2 separate regions of the Ovis aries genome follow, and region 2 is linked to region 1. A link is a contact called in public Hi-C data. All regions are on one chromosome and are shown on one strand. Each heading gives the region's core, a stretch centred on a gene start, on an enhancer-like site or on the middle of the called end of the contact. The rest is flanking DNA. Distances are from core to core; before and after follow the strand shown.

Region 1 (5,182 bases), core at 1,952-4,451:
CACACTTCCGGCGCCGGAAGTCCCCGCCCCGCCTCCGCCCCACGCCGGAAACCCCTCCCGCCATCCTCCACGCGCAGGCCCGACGGGAAGTTCCGCCTCCACCCCGAGGCTGGAACCGCCGGAAGTCCAGTCCATCGCAGGAAGTCCCACCCGCTGCCCGCGGGGGCGGGGATCCTCAAGTGGGTGGCGGCGGCCCTCAAGTGGGTCGCGGCGGCGGCGAATACACAGCTGGGCCCAGGGACCACCCGGCCCTCGCCCTGCGGTGTCGGCGCCCATCTGAAATCCCCGCAGAGGGCCGATGGGCGGCGGGTGCCCGTGGCGCGGGGGCGCTGAGGACCTGCGGGTACTCACGGCGGCGGGGGCCCAAGGGCGTCGCGGGCGGGCGCAGGTCGGCGTCCATCTGGACCCGGGTCGGGTCTCTGGAGCCGCCGGCCCCAGTCGGAACCGCCTCGTGTTCCGGGAACCGCTTCCCGGGCGTCGCTTCCCGGAGCGGCGCGGGCGAGACGGCTGCGCGCGGATCCCGGCGGATCTGCGGAGGGTGACTCACCCCCTGCAGCCTCCGGTCTGAAATGTGTGTTCGCCATTGGCTGCGGAGACGAAAGAAAGGCAGCGTCTCGCCGCGAAAGGTGGGACCTGATGGCCTTCTTGTCCTTGTACAGGTTGGAAAAATTACAGGGTGCGCAGGCAGCCTCTGCTCTAGGAACAACCAGCTGGGCGTTTAAAGTCCTAAAGCAAAGACGAAATCAGACGCGTGGGAGCATTTTTTTTTTTTAATACAGATTAAAGCTCATCATTCGAATTGGAGAAGCATTAGTACGATTGTTGCACAAGAAACAAACTCGACGTATTTGGGGATTCGAATAGCCACAAAGTTTGTGCAGTAATACCCGAGGTTACTTCAATATTCAGTATAATAAAAGTTTATTGCTAGAATCAATTATATAAGGTGAACTTAGGGTTTCAAGCTTGATGGTTGTAACTACCATTCAACTAGTAATTTTATTAGGGACCTAATATGCACAAGGCATTCTGCAGGGCGAGGGAGCAAGTAGAATGCCGGGTGAACCACAGTATCAGCTCCCAATTGATTCAGGTGCTAATATGTGGTTTTATTTTGCAGCACAGTATCAACAGTTTGGGTGAAACTTAGGATGTTGTTATAATTGAGGTAATCTTTTCTCTGCTATATTTAGAATTCTATAAAAGTCAACCATGACTGTAAAGAAGTGTCACAAAAATAAGAGGGGAAAGGAATCAACACTTTAAGGGCCTGCTGTGTGCCAGGCACATAACATATTAACTTGTCTGATCCTCAGGCCAACCTAATAAAGTGCTGATCGAAACTGCGATGAGGTACCACCTCACACTGGTCCAAATGGCCATCATCAAAAAGTCCACGAATAGTAAATGCTGGTGAGGGTGTGGAGAAGAGGGAACCTACAGCCACTATGGAGAACAGTGTGGAGGTTCCTTAAAATAAAACTACAACTACCATATGATCCAGCAATCCCACAACTGACCATATATCTGGACAAAACTCTTAATTTCAAAAGATACATGTACCCCCAAATGTTCACAGCAGCACTATTCACAATAGCCAAGCCATTAAGCAATCTGAATGTCCATCAACAAATGGAATGGATAAGAGACATGGTGTGTATACATATACACACACAATTGATAAAAAAGATGTGTGTATACACACACTCGTGTGCGTGTGCACGATGGCATACTACTCATTAAAAAAAAGAAACCTTTTGCACCATGAATGGGCTTCCCTTGTAGCTCAGTCGGTAAAGAATTTGCTTGCAGTGCAGGAGGCTCAGGTTCGATCCCTGGGTTGGGAAGATCGCCTGGAGAAGGAAATAGCAACCCATTCCAGTATCCTTGCCTGGAAAATCTCATGGACAGAGGAGCCTGGTGGGCTGCAGTCCATGGGGTTGCAAAGAGTCAGGCATAACTGAGCAACTAACACTTTTTACAACATGAATGAACCTAGAGATTGTCGCAGTGTGAAGAAAGTCAGCAAAACATATTTGTAGGTGGGATCTAAGTTCAGTTCAGTCACTCCAGTCGTGTCCTACTCTGCGACCCCATGGACTGCAGCATGCCAGGCTTCCCTATTCATCAACTCCCTGAGGTTGCTCAAACTTACGTCCATCTTCATGTCCATGGAGTCAGCGATGCCATCCAACTATCTATGATACAAATGAACTGTAATTTACAGAACAGAAATAAACACAAAAAACAAACTTAGGCCTACCAAAAAGGAAAGGTGGGATGGATAAATTATATTGGGATTAACATATACACTACTATATATAAACAGAATCCAAGGATTTACTGTGTACCACAGGGAACTAACTTTATTCAACATCTTGTAATAACCTATACTGTTAAAGAATGTGTAAACTATCTTTTTGCTGTACACCATAAACTAACATAAATCGACTGAAGTACAAATTATTCTGAATTGAACTTAAAACATGCGAGCATGCTAAGTAGCTTCAGTTGTGCCAACTCTGTGCGACCCCATGGACTGTAGCCCTCCAGGCTCCTCTGTCCACGGGATTTTCCAGGCAAAAATACTGGAGAAGGTTGCCAGGCCCTCCTCCAGGGGATCCTCCCAACCCAGAGATGAAGCCCACGTCTCACATCGCCTGCATTGGCAGGTGAGTTCTTTACCACTAGCACCACCTGGGAAGTCCAATTAAGCGTGAGGATGTTATAATTAGCTGTCAAAACTCAAAAACCTAGTATGCAATGGAGCAAAGACTGGATTAAAATCCAGGTCCACATCAAAGCTCACGTTTTTCACAGTGAGCAGTTTTACCTTCCCAGGTAAGCGCTTTCCTTTGATAGCGCTGCTGTAACAAAATGCCACAAATCAGGCTTAAACAACATAAATTTATTGTCTCAGGTCTGGAGGCTTGAGGTCCAGGATCAAGGTGCCAGTCGGAGCTGGTTCCTGCTGAGACCTGTGACAGGGAATCTGTGCCATTCTCTCTCTCTCGCCTTCCGGTGGTTTGCCAGCAACTCCCGACTGGCAGAGGTCGTTTTCTAACTCCTTTCCTTCACAAATAGTGACAAACTTGTCTGGCTACTTTGAAGTCGCCACACTACCCGGCAGGGAAAGCTCACGCTCACCAACAGGTCTGTTTAGCTCACAGAACGGCTTCACGCAAGCGCCTCCCCGCGCCTCAGGCCGCGAGCGCGCGGAGACGCCTGACGTCAACGCGCCGCGAGCGCAAAGCTTCAGCGCGTCGATTGGCTAGAGCGGCCGAGGGCAAGACGTAAGCGGACGCTCACTCGGCCCCTAGTCAGCAAGTGCCCTCTATAAAGCCGTTGCGCACTCGAGGAGCGTCATCTCAGCTGTGTACCGAAGACACCAAGAGCACCCGTGCTGCAGCCTGGAAGAAGGTTCCACAGCCCAGAGCCGTGGGAGGAGACACCTGGAGATCAGGAGTGGCGCCACCGCGCGACCGTGACGTGGGTCGCGGGCTGGCGCACCATTGGCCGGCAGGAATGTGGCGCGCCCTGGCGCCGGCGCGGGCAATTGGCCGCGCGGCCTCGGGGGGCGGGACTCGGGCCGGAGGCGGGGCCCGTGCCTTGGGGCGGGGTCTGAGGGAGACTCGTCTGGCGGCGCAGCTTTCAGCGGACCGCTCGTGTGCGAGGTACGGAGGAAAGAGTCTGTGAGGTGCCGGGAGGCGGGCAGGGTTCCGGGCTCTGCGCGCTGAGGGGCGGGCCGAGCGCTTCCGGATCGCATCCCGTAGTCTAACCCAACCGTGTGGGGAAGTAGCCGGAGGCCCGCGGTCTCCGGCGTGTGGGCAGCACGGGGGGCTGTAAGCGCGGCCCGGGGCCCGGCGCTGGGGAGGCGGTGGGGGCGTCCTCCGACTCTGGGACCCCCGCCCCCAGGTTCCCGGGGCGGCGCGGAGGCTGGGCGGCGATGCCGGAGGTGAGCACGGACGAGCTGGACGAGCAGCAGGTGCAGCTCCTGGCGGAGATGTGCATCCTCATCGACGAGAACGACCGGAGGATCGGGGCGGAGACCAAGAAGAACTGCCACCTGAACGAGAACATTGAGAGAGGTGCCCGCGAGGGCGGCGGGCGGCGGGCCGGGGTCCTCGGGCGCAGGGAGGGCGGGGATCCCACGTCGCCCCCTATGGCCGCCCGAGCCCTTGCGAGCCCCAGACAGAGACTCAGGGCGTCGCATCTCTCTCGCCGCCAGGGCTGTTGCACCGAGCTTTCAGTGTCTTCCTGTTCAACACCGAGAACAAGCTGCTGCTGCAGCAGAGGTCAGACGCTAAGATTACCTTCCCAGGTAAGTGCTCACCCTTTGTATGTTGTTGGCAGCTGCACGTGCTTTGATTTGTTTGATTTGTCACGTGCAATTTCTGGTAGCCGAGATCAGAAAATTCTAGTCAGTTGCTGAGTTTTATTTTCTTCGCACGAGAAGCTTGTACGGTGGATGCAACCTAATAAATAAAGCAGCAGTAAAGGATAAGAGCTGCTAGGTAGGTTTAGATGTGTCTGTAATCATTTGTGTCTTATACACAAGACCATTTAACCGTTTGGGTTAAGAAAGCATTCATAAAAATGTACATCTACCTGTGTCTTTCACAAAATTCTCCAGAATCTTTTGTTGTTGTTGTTACTTTTTAAACTTAGTTTTCTTAATCTTCCTAACCTATTTTTCAGGAAAATTTTATCTCTGTATATTTATAAACATTAACATGTTCCAGGGTGTTTTACTAATACTTGCTGTAGTCACCCGTTAAGCAACCCGAGTGAGCTGGAAGAAAATGATGCTATTGGAGTAAGAAGAGCAGCACAGAGGCGGTTAAAGGCCGAACTCGGAATTCCCATGGAAGAGGTAACCCACCATACCAGCTGAAATGTATTTAGAATACATTAAAACAATTAACAAAACTTTAAAGTGTAGCTCTCTGCTTTGTATCACTTGGTTTTTTTAGGCCCAAAAAAAGCCCATTGAATAAGTCAAATTTTGACTTCATAATACTTGTAGATACTTAACTCTACCACGATCGGTTGATCTATTAACCAGTATATAAAGTTAACTGTTTTATAATTGACCAAGGGTGAGTATTTTCTTGTGAACTACAGACCTGACTGGGTGAATTGAAATTATCCTCTTGTTCCTGGAATTGTCCCCTTTTAATAA
Region 2 (5,182 bases), core at 1,052-3,551, 1.1 Mb after region 1:
TTATATTGGTTTGAAACTGCCAAGGTCCCTCTTTCTGCAGGCTATGGCTGAAAGAGACTCAGCAGTTTCTTTTCTGCTCCCTCTAATCCCTAGGAACAATCAGCAAAACCTGGAAGGTCTCCCTGCTAACTCAGCATCAACAGAGCCAGCTAATCTCATCAGGTCCTTTCTGCATTTACCTGAAGGTCAATGTAGCCATCATCTGTACTAGAGAGTCTTGAGTATTTCACTTTGCTACTGGGAATTCCAGTAGCCAGGTTGGTACGAGACGGCATCATAACACGCTGACACAGCTACAGTATGAAAACAAAGAAAAGTATTATTGTCTGCAGGCTACTATAATGTGTTTGTTATACATACTGGAGTTCTGGGCTGCCGTGTTATACTAGCATTTGGCGATTTAAGCTCCATTGCTCTTAGAGCCTGATATTCCTTTGACATGAAAACATTCTCATTATGCCTCTACCCTAGTTTCTCCTGGTAGAATAAGAATCAAGACATTTGCCAAGAACCAGACTTCATATTTATTTTGCCATTAATGTTTCTCTGCCTCCTCATTTTTTCAAAGTCACAAGAGAGTAGGTGAAACAGTGGTTACTTAAATCCATCTGACATTTCAACCATTCTGCTACAGTACTGCCTGTCCCCCATCCCTGCTTTCAGAAAAAGGGGAGCATATACACAAGTGATTCTCTTATTTGACTAGGACAGAGGAGAGAGGGTGAGAAATGAAATACATCCACATCAGCATTTTGCCTATTTCCCTCTGATGGATATCATCCGTTTAATGCAAAAGATCTGTAAAAGTTCTTGTAAATTTGGATAAGCTATTGGCTACCAGTATTATACCAGTGTCCTCTGATTTGCCTGTCTCTCTGCTCCACCCCAGAGGGCTTCCTCCTTGGCTCAGGGGTAGAGTCCAAAGGAGGAGACCCAAGCTCAGTCCCGGGGTTGGTAAGGTTCCCCTGGAAGAGGGCACGGCAACCCACTCCAGTATTCTTGCCTAGAGAATCTCATGGACAGAGGAGCCTGGCGGGCTACAGTCCCTGGGGTCGCAGAGAGTCCAACACAACTGGAGTGACTGAGCATGCACGCACTGCTTCAGTCCAAGCACTGAAAGCAGCAATTTCACTTTCCAGGTCCTTCTTCAGCTACATCAAAAACAAAACAAAAAAACTCTGAATAAATGCTTGGTTTTTGTTCAAACTAGTCAAAGTTGACTCCTATAATGAAATCGTGGCTATTACGTCACCAGCTTAAAAGACAGTAGATAAGATTAAACTGAAAAACATTTGTAATTCGTGTACTTTTCCTCCATAAAATCACAAAGTTATGTGAATGAAACAAGTAAACCTATTTTGATCAAGTTACTTGATTTCTAAAAGTGAAACATATCTATGCGCTTTGCTGCTGCTACGTCGCTTCAGTCGTGTCCGACTCTGTGCGACCCCATAGACGGCAGCCAACCAGGTTCCCCCGTCCCTGGGATTCTCCAGGCAAGAACACTGGAGTGGGTTGTATATACTTAATTCTGAATATTAATAAGCTGTTTTAAGTGGCCTGCAGACAACCTAATTAGCATTATAAAGGAACTGGTGCTAACCGCTCCCGTTCCTTTTTAGTAATTTTGTAATGATACAGAAATCAAGTACTGAAAAAATAAGTTTGCTTTCTTATATGCTTTTCAAAAATGGTTAGATCAAATTATGTGAAAAATTGTTTTTAAGTGTTGTGATCCTGATTACACGATAATCTAAATTTAATTCTATAAAACTTTTAAGTTTAGACTACCAATAAATGGGGGGTCTTGAGAGCATTTAATCACCTGTGATTTGTATCAGTCTTTAAAAGTTTACATACTGTCATTAACTATTCATACACTGCATCAAAACATAAAAATAGGCATGGCGTGAGGAACACCAGACGACTGCTTATTGGTAGCAGAGTAACAATTCGAAAAGAGGGAAAAGGAAAAATGTAAAGCAATGTTTACTGAGTACCTGCCCAACAGGCTTTTTTACCAGCCTCACCGGAATCCCCAAATTTCTTCAGCACTTGAATGCTGCAAGAATTTTTTAAGCATAGCACTTAGCACACAGCTTCGCACTACGCGCCTCTCCACAATACTTCCCTGTCCGCTTCCAGACCCAGCGAGCAAGAGAAATAAGAACTGACGTGAATTTAGATGGAAAAATCTGCTTTCAGGAAAGCGGCCAGCCGTCCCCCGGGAGGGTGAATGCTCCACACCGAGGACTCCAGCCTTCACCGGCGGAGAACGCAGTCTGGGCCGCGCCGAAAGCCTGAGGCGAGCGCTTCCGCTTCCGCTTCCGCTCCCGCCCAGGGAGCACACACGCCTTATCCGGGGCCCGAGCACGGACAGCTTGCTCACGGTTGGCAGCTGGAGCGCCCGAGACCTCCCCCAACTGCCACCCCGCCTCGGACCGGCTACACGCCGGAAATGGCGTGTGTTTTGGAGGCTGCGGGCCGGAAGTGGCGTCAACGGGGGCGACGCCTTCTCATTCTAGTTTCTTCGGTTTCAAGCCCGCTTTCTTTCCAGCGGCCCGCAGAAGTCGTCGGGTCTTACTGCTGCTCAAGCGGAGCGGCCCCGTGGGGTTTTCTAAGGCTCTGCAGTCCTGGCTGGCTGTCCACCATTCCCGCCGGGGCCGGTGGGTTCCTAGGCAGCGGCGCCGCCTGGATCACAGTCAGGCCCAGGGCTACCCGGCCACGTGTTTCTTTCCGGTCCCCCGGGCAGTGTAGGGAGCTCAGTGGCGCTGCGAAACGCACAAGCTGAGCTGACAAAGCTCCAGAAAGCTGGAGGTCTCCGTATGACCAAGGAAGGCTGCCTTTCCCGGGGTCTGCGCAGCGGTCTCTGCCACCGTCTACCTCACTCACTACTCTGGAGTAGCACCCTACATTCCCGTGCTTGTTTCCTGCACATCTTCAGGCCAGGCCCTATTAAGAGGGCTGCACACAAGGTACATTTTGCAATACATAAAGCTCTTTAAAATGTCAAGCTTTATTAAAGTATAATTTACATATACTGAAGTACAATTGGGTTAGTTTTTTTGACAAATGCAGTGGAGACATCACCACAGTGTAGATAAAACTTTTTATCACTCCAAAATCTTCCAGCAGGCCCCTCTGCTGTCAAGTCTCCTTCCCCAACACACTCGGAAGGTAATTTATCTACTGGATACAGTGAGTTCTACCATCGGATAACTAGAATTTAATACGTGACTTTGCAGCACAATTATTGCTGGGCCTTTTTCACTTTCTTGGTTGACGCCTGACACCCATGGAAACCATTTTCATCCTTTAAGGGAATAAGTCCCCCCTGCCCCTCCCAAAAGTACTTACACTAGAAAAACTATTTTTGCACATACTTCTTGGGACCTATCACAGACCTACTAACATTTTCAAGACTCCTGTACAAGGCTCCCTAGGCTAAAAAAACACTGCCCTACAACAATCCTGTAAGTGACCTTATAAAGGCCATTGAACTTTGCAAACATTAAGCTTCTGTAAAGTGTTAGTTTCTGCTAATACAAAATATTATATGTGTTCTACTCTTTTCATTTCTTGAGCTCAAGTCAGAATACCAAAGTTTGGCAAACGAATCACCCCAAAATACTCACTGTATTTGGAATACTTTAGACTGAAAAAATAGAGCAGTTACATGAAAGAGCTGGTTGAATTACAACTTGTTTAGGATACTTGCAATCACTGTAGTCCAAATGAAGGCACTGTCCTACTATGCTTAAATTCAAATGACTTTTATTTAAATTGAAAACGATACTTAAAACACATTTAGAGTCAAAACTCTTTTGTTTATAAAAACTATAAGGATTATTCCTAGGTAAGGCAGAAGTATTACTCAGTTAACAAGACCAGATTTGAATTTGCACTTTTCTTTAAACAAGTTGTAAAGAATGGAGAAAAAATAGTTATTTACAGAAAACAGTATCTACATATGTACTCAGAGGTACAAAGACTTAAGTGTGTGCTGGCATCTCAGAAGCAGTTCTCAAAGAGCTTAGTTTTATTTCTTTGAATTTTAAGAATGTCTAAGATCCTTCTTCATCCTCGATCTTGGGAGCCAAATAGTACTTTAAATGTCCCATATCAGCAATTTTATACTCTACAACTGAAAGAAAACAGGAGAACATACATAGTTAATTATTGAGAAGTACCACATACACTACCTACAAAACCAACATTCAACAAGTTTATTATCTTACCAAGGGGTACATCTGCAGACATACTGAGTGTTACTGTAGGAGACAGTGGAGTGGCTTTTGTAAAGAAGTTCAGGTACCTCAATGCAAAAGTTAGCTGAACTGGTTCATTCATCTCTATGGTAACCTTAGGGAGAAAACAAGAGTCATTATACTGAACAACATTAAGAAAACTGCAATCCATTCATTGATAGTATACATTAAAAAACAGTCAGCTACTAAATAAAGGAATAAAATGTTATTAATATATTACAATTCTGCAAACCCTAAGGACTTAATGATTATAGACAAACTTTATTATGGCTTATAAAAAATCACAAAGATACCCAAATACCTCATGTCTCCTACAGAGGGACACACCATTATCTATAAAATATTCTCCTCCCATCTCCAAACAAAACACCTTGAAAATCATCAAGCCCCTAGAGCTGTATCTATCAGAAAATGGATTTGAAGAACATATTAACTGACATAAGGACCTCAGTGGGCAAAATCCAGACTTTGGGAAATTTGATAACAAATGACTTAGTTTCTTCAACCAATGAAATTGTAATGGAGAGAAGGAAACTGAAACCAGAGAAACAATGGACTGAAAGAAACCTAAGAAGCACATCCCAATGAACTGTAATATATGGACCTTATTAAAAATCTTGATTCAAATAAACTGAAATAACAAGGGAAGCAGAACACTGAAAAATTCCTTAACATAAATTTTCTTAGATGTCATAAAATGTTTATGCTATAATAACAGTAAGATATTCATGTGTGAACTTTTAAAACTTCTGGCTGTGCCTCACAGCTTGCAAGATCTTAGTTCCCAGACCAGGGATTGAACACATACCCTCATCACTGAAAGCATGGAGTCCTAACTACTGAACTACTGAGAGAAAAACAAAACTCAAGATTGACAAGGAAATGAGATGTAATTTAGAATAAAAGAAATTAGC

Evidence for each region. A called contact is a pair of places that touch in the nucleus more often than the background predicts.
Region 2: a contact with region 1 is called in a Hi-C map of hypothalamus, with 4 times the contacts expected there. The contact joins the promoter of TMEM230 here to the promoter of WDR37 in region 1. A contact is called at or near these places in 3 of 16 Hi-C or Micro-C datasets (blood, hypothalamus and skin fibroblasts).

Annotation. Positions count from the first base shown.
Region 1 is chr13:45,915,483-45,920,664 of ARS-UI_Ramb_v3.0, forward strand. WDR37 (WD repeat domain 37) reads right to left here and starts at 3,202. Exons shown (of 14, transcript XM_060397582.1): 1 at 352-3,202. It overlaps IDI1 (isopentenyl-diphosphate delta isomerase 1), which reads left to right and starts at 178. Exons shown (of 6, transcript XM_060397583.1): 1 at 178-343; 2 at 660-3,674; 3 at 3,916-4,088; 4 at 4,229-4,321; 5 at 4,743-4,873. The coding sequence starts at 3,526.
Region 2 is chr13:47,042,627-47,047,808 of ARS-UI_Ramb_v3.0, forward strand. TMEM230 (transmembrane protein 230) reads right to left here and starts at 2,302. Exons shown (of 4, transcript XM_012188661.4): 1 at 2,132-2,302; 2 at 180-293. The coding sequence starts at 278. It overlaps PCNA (proliferating cell nuclear antigen), which reads right to left. Exons shown (of 6, transcript XM_004014340.5): 5 at 4,239-4,362; 6 at 3,758-4,144. The coding sequence ends at 4,065.